2 separate regions of the Zea mays genome follow, and region 1 is linked to region 2. The links are chromatin contacts, called in public Hi-C maps. All regions are on one chromosome and are shown on one strand. Each heading gives the region's core, a stretch centred on a gene start, on an enhancer-like site or on the middle of the called end of the contact. The rest is flanking DNA. Distances are from core to core; before and after follow the strand shown. Region 1 has its middle 67 kb from the start of LOC100276884. Region 2 overlaps LOC541764 (MADS2).

Region 1 (2,700 bases), core at 24-2,523, 370 kb after region 2:
CAGTACTGATGCTTTTCATCACAGCCTGTAACAACTTGTCTAAAATCTTCGCAGTAATTTTTATATGCTTAGATAGGTCTTGCTGTCTGGGCAGTGTGGTACTGGACTACTGGTATTAGTAGCGACTGTGGTGGAGTGATACTATGTCATCAGCTTAGCCGCATGGGCTCAGTTGTGTTTCTGCCCATAATAAGCCTTTTGTGGAACGTTTCATGGGCCATGTGTTTCATTTGGCGGGCTAAGTTGAAGCAACGAGTCCACAAAAGCATCAGTTCAACTCGACACTACATTGAGGTAGCTAGCGAACGGAGAGTTTTCCTTAAGAAGATGACATGGTAGTGCAGTGATAGCGCAACGAGGGATGGTTGATAGGCTGGGCGTGGAGCGATACATACCGATACCACAACATTCGCTCTTGTTTTAATTAGATGTCACAGTCAGTCCTGCTTGCCCCACGTCCACCAAAGGTCCAAGGGGTTTATGATCGTGGTCTAGTTTAGTCTTCTCTCTAACAGTGACCTATTTGGTAGGATTTAATTATTATGAGAGAATTTTTGGATTAATCTAATTCACTCTTCTTTCTTGGAACATCTTAGTCCTTAGCTAGATTGTACTTTTGTCTTGATGTGGTTATAGTCAAATATTCATCAATCAGTATTAGCCAGAATGGTAAAAAAATGAGGCATACGAGTTTCTGAAAACAAGCTTTGTTAAACTAATTTAATAAAATTTGCGTTGGCCAAAATAAAATGTACAACAACTTTCGCCAAATTTAGTGAAAACAAGTCATACTTTAATTATATAAAAAAAATAGGGTACAAGATAGAATTATGAACTACTTATTTCTTAAGTCTTATGCTTTAATCTCATTCAATAATGCTGATAAATAGAGTATGTCTTTTATGATTAGACAGATCTCGCAACACAGTTGAGACAAGGTCTCATCTTTAACTCATAAAGTATCGGAAAAATTAATTGAAATTCGCTGAATCAACTTTGAAATTGAGTTAGCAAAAAAATAGGAACAAGCTCAGATAGGCGTATGTCGTTCAAAGGTTTCAGAAGACTGCACTGGACCCACCAGTGCTGCTGCTTTTCGTCACAGCTTGTTACACATCGATGCTCTCAGAATAATCTTTATATGATCAGATAGTCCTTGCTCTCTGGGCAGTGTGGTACTCGTATTGGTATTGCTAGCGACTGTGGCGGAGGCGTAGACGCGTAGTGATACTGTGCCGCATGACTGGCAGCACTCGCCAGCTTAGCTGCATGGGCTCGCGCAGGAACCTCGGTTCTGTTTATACCCATTATTGAGCCTTTTGTGGAGCGTTTCATGGGCCATGTTTTCATGTGGTGGGCTAAATTTAAGCAACAAGTCCACAAAGCATCAGCTCTATATATCCACCACTTAAAACAATACTAAGATCACACAACAAATTAACTCCAGTCATCTTCTTCCTCAATCACATCCAACGGTCTTTGTTTTGTGGATCATCCCTCATCATCATTCATCCATCGCCAACGCAACAATGCTCCATGACCCCAATCCCGCGAGCCCTGAACAACACCTTCATGGAGTCGACGACGCCAATGCGCGTTCAACGTCCTCGCCCCGCGACACGCACCTTCATGGAGTCGACGACGCCATTGCTGCTGAAGATGGTGATGCTGCACATGTTGGGCGAGATCCGCAGCTGCATACTCCCCCTCCCCCGCCGATGGGAGCTTCGAGTCCAGCGGCCTAGGGTTTCGATGGCGGAGGCGGTGGCATTAAGCAGAGACATGGTAATCACACCAGGTGATACTAATAGGTGAGAAAACAGAGAGGAGAGGAAATAGCAATGCTCCCCGCCGCGTGCGAGTGGTGCAAATACGGGGCGACACCGAGGCTATCGGTGAATCCCTAGGGAATTTTGGGGGCGAGAGAGTGGAGACTGATTTCTCAGGCGGTTAGGCGATGCCCGATAATGAGATTATCAAGCTATGCTCTGCTCCCGCCTCGCTTGCTTCTTCCCCTTCCCTGCTCTCGCCCGCTCCCCCCTGTCTCCCGTGGTCCCGTTTCCCGTGTTTATATGTTTTTCTCTTTCTTATTTCTTTTCTTTTATTTCTATAATTCAACACAATACAGTTCTAGATTTGTATTGAGTTATAAAATAATTTAAATAGGTTTACAGAAATATCATTAATATTTATATCTCAAATGCATATAATATGGAAACATATTTTTATAATCAGGCTATGTTTGTTTCAGATTATAATCTCTCTAGATTATATAATTCAGCGTAAATAATCCAGCAGGTAAACAAACATCTAGATTATAGATTCAGATTATATAATCTAAAGTCCAGATTATGATAATTTCATAATCTCCTCAATAGTAGCTTATTTGAGATTATTTTGGCAAAAGACCCACTACTCATTATTATGTAAATAGAAATTACAATATATATCATCCTTGTTTCCTCACCTCAAATAAAGAAACAAGGATACTGTTGTCTTTATTATTAATCTACATTTGTATAATCTAGACTACCAAACAACTACATGTAGATTATAATCCAGATTATATAATCTATAAGCTAAAACAAACAGGCCCTTAATATCTTAATTAAATTACAGTAAATATAAACACGTTTTTTTTGTCATTTTACTTTAATTCATACTTAGACCTTTTTATATCTTAAAAAACTTATTCTCTTT
Region 2 (2,718 bases), core at 150-2,649:
CTTTCTGGGCTGAATGTCAAAGAACTGCAGTCCCTGGAGAATCAATTGGAAACAAGCCTGCGTGGTGTCCGCGCAAAGAAGGTTTGATTCTTAATCAAATTTCTATAATCAATTGTTTAATAAATTACTAAAGATCGTTACTACTGTTGATGCTCTTAACAGGACCATCTCTTGATAGATGAGATTCACGATTTGAATCGAAAGGTCTGTAATATGGTGAATTTATAGTTCTGTGTTATGTGTTTTATTTGATTTAGTAGCACTGACTAACCACTTTGTTGGTCACAGGCAAGTTTATTTCACCAAGAAAATACAGACTTGTACAATAAGATCAACCTGATTCGCCAAGAAAATGATGAGTTACATAAAAAGGTAGCTGATGAATTGAACAAAAATACCACTAAGTAACTGCCTAACCACACATATGACATGATATTAATTGTTCTCAGATATATGAGACTGAAGGACCAAGTGGAGTTAATCGGGAGTCACCGACTCCATTCAACTTTGCAGTAGTAGAAACCAGAGATGTTCCTGTGCAACTTGAACTCAGCACACTGCCACAGCAAAATAACATTGAGCCATCTACTGCTCCTAAGCTAGGGTATAACATTTATTCTCTCTATATATTTCAATTGGTTAACTAGTGTTGACCAGTGCTATAATGAGTTGCTAAACACATGCAGATTGCAATTAATTCCATGAAGAAGAGTAAAACTGCCGTCTTATGATGCTGAAGGAAACTATTTATTGTGAAGAGATGATACTCAGAGAAAGACATATTTGTGGCAGGGAGATTTGAGATATGAACTTATAAATGTAATGCAAATAATTTTCAGACCGGAATGGGGTCGTGGAATTCAGAGGATGATTGCTTTCTAGTTGCATTTGATGTTTGATGAGACTTTTCTCATGTGAAACGTTTATTAAAACTTCAAAATGGTGCAGATGTTGCTACTACACTTGTTAGGCTTGTATAAATATCTGACCATGTGTACTAGCATTACGAAAACAGAAAAGAAGACAGACAGCCCTGTCGAACATCTTGACGTGTTTCTAAAAGGTTTGATAGGGGACAATGATGCGATCTAGGAGTACAAACAGAGTCTAGTTTCCACTCAGTTGAGTTTTATATTGCTCTCAAGCGTTATCAAGGGTTTAGTAGGATACAGATATAATATGAAGATGCAGTTAGATGTATTGGTCATTTGTTGGGCCATATGGGAAAGCCAAAGCACAGCCTGATTCGACAGGAAAAATAATATTATACCCATGTAAAATACTCTCAAGCCTGTGTTTATTTGAAGTATTAGGCAGGTTTATACAAATCAGGGCTAAAGGAAGCTACCGTCGAAAGGGCTGGGCGTCATTCCACAGGCAGCCATCAGGATCGTGACATTGCAGGTGCAGGTGCATGAGACATTGAATCTGATCAAGTGCTAGGAAGCAAGCTACTGTGTTCAGGTCCAGCACGGAAGTGGAATACAAAGTTCTAACCAATGCCATCGCCAAGATCATGTGGGTACAGAAATTGTTTACTGAGTTGGGCATACAACATCCACAGATGGCTCATCCAGTAAGCGATAACCTGGGGGCTAAGTATTTGTTGTCAAATCCTATCTTCCATGATCAGCCTAAACATATTGAGAAAGAATTTCATTTCGTTCATGAAAGGGTGGCACAAAAGTTGTTGGATATGTCTTGATTAGTTCAGAGGATCAGATAGAGGATGCATTCACCAAAGAGTGTCTACTCGGCAGTTGGAAACTTCAGGCACAATCTCAACTTACCGGCATTGTGGAGTTGCTAGGGTTGCGTGTGTGTTTGTTGTAAACTGAACCAGCCTATACTTTTGCATAAAGATGCAAGGTCTGGCAGTTCTAGTCTAGATTGAGTTCGTTAGAGTTGTGTACACTTCGTGGTTAAGCCATAGAGATGATTGTAACTTGTAAGCCACAACAAGGACTCTTCCCATCTTATATAAGATGCAGCCGTCTGTATGTTTCGTGGAGCAGGTCTGGCTCTAGTTGCCTTTTTTTTTGAACATAATGGCAGGAGCTCTGCCTCTCAATTAAGAAGAATAGAATTGATCCAGTTTTAAGGAAAACCGGACCCAAAACCTACACAGGACGCACGGTAGAAAAACCGGCGAAGGCCCTAACAAACCACCTAGACAACGACAGCCTCACACACACAAACACATCTAGAGTCATCGTTGCCAAGCTCAAACACAAGGGACGAGCAGCTCCGACTTCCCAAGACGAGCCGCACACTGGCAAAGCAACTCGACGACGCCTAAATCCAGACACCGACGCAAGGAATAAGATCACGGCGCTCCATCGTTGCCAAGCCTCGCACACTCCACACGAGGCAGCTCCGATTCTTCACCATGAGCAAAGATCCACAACGCCGAACTCCGGGGGCAAGCAGCCGCCTAAAGCGACAATGGCCTCGACACCACCGAGCCAAGCGGAGTGACAAAGAGCCTTCACAACGCCAACGAACACACAAACTAGAGGTCTTCTGGGCCGCGCCTTCAAGAAGGAGAAACGACGTCGAAAAGTCGTCGCCGCCCGCCTGGTACCAACCAAGCAAAGTTTCCTCCGAAGACCTACTGTCGTCCGTCGACGCACCAACCCAGCAGCCCCAACCCTCAGAGCCCCAACGTCGGACGAGCACCAGCGGGAGACCCCAAGAAGGCTGAGGCGAGGGTTGCCA

The links. A called contact is a pair of places that touch in the nucleus more often than the background predicts.
Region 1: a Hi-C map of tassel shows a contact between it and region 2, with 3 times the contacts expected there. The contact joins two enhancer-like sites. A contact is called at or near these places in 3 of 25 Hi-C or Micro-C datasets (ear, tassel and an unstated tissue).

Annotation. Positions count from the first base shown.
Region 1 is chr5:180,915,473-180,918,172 of Zm-B73-REFERENCE-NAM-5.0, forward strand. No RefSeq gene overlaps it. Among protein-coding and RNA genes, the nearest start is that of LOC100276884, 67 kb to the right of the region's middle. Within about 2 kb of position 1,274, at least 18 of the 20 cell types and tissues checked have an H3K27ac peak or open chromatin away from gene starts, as enhancers often do.
Region 2 is chr5:180,546,857-180,549,574 of Zm-B73-REFERENCE-NAM-5.0, forward strand. It overlaps LOC541764 (MADS2), which reads left to right. Exons shown (of 8, transcript NM_001111456.2): 4 at 1-81; 5 at 163-204; 6 at 289-372; 7 at 450-604; 8 at 687-932. The coding sequence ends at 705. It also overlaps LOC100272568. Among protein-coding and RNA genes, the nearest start is that of LOC541764, 11 kb to the left of the region's middle. Within about 2 kb of position 1,400, at least 2 of the 20 cell types and tissues checked have an H3K27ac peak or open chromatin away from gene starts, as enhancers often do.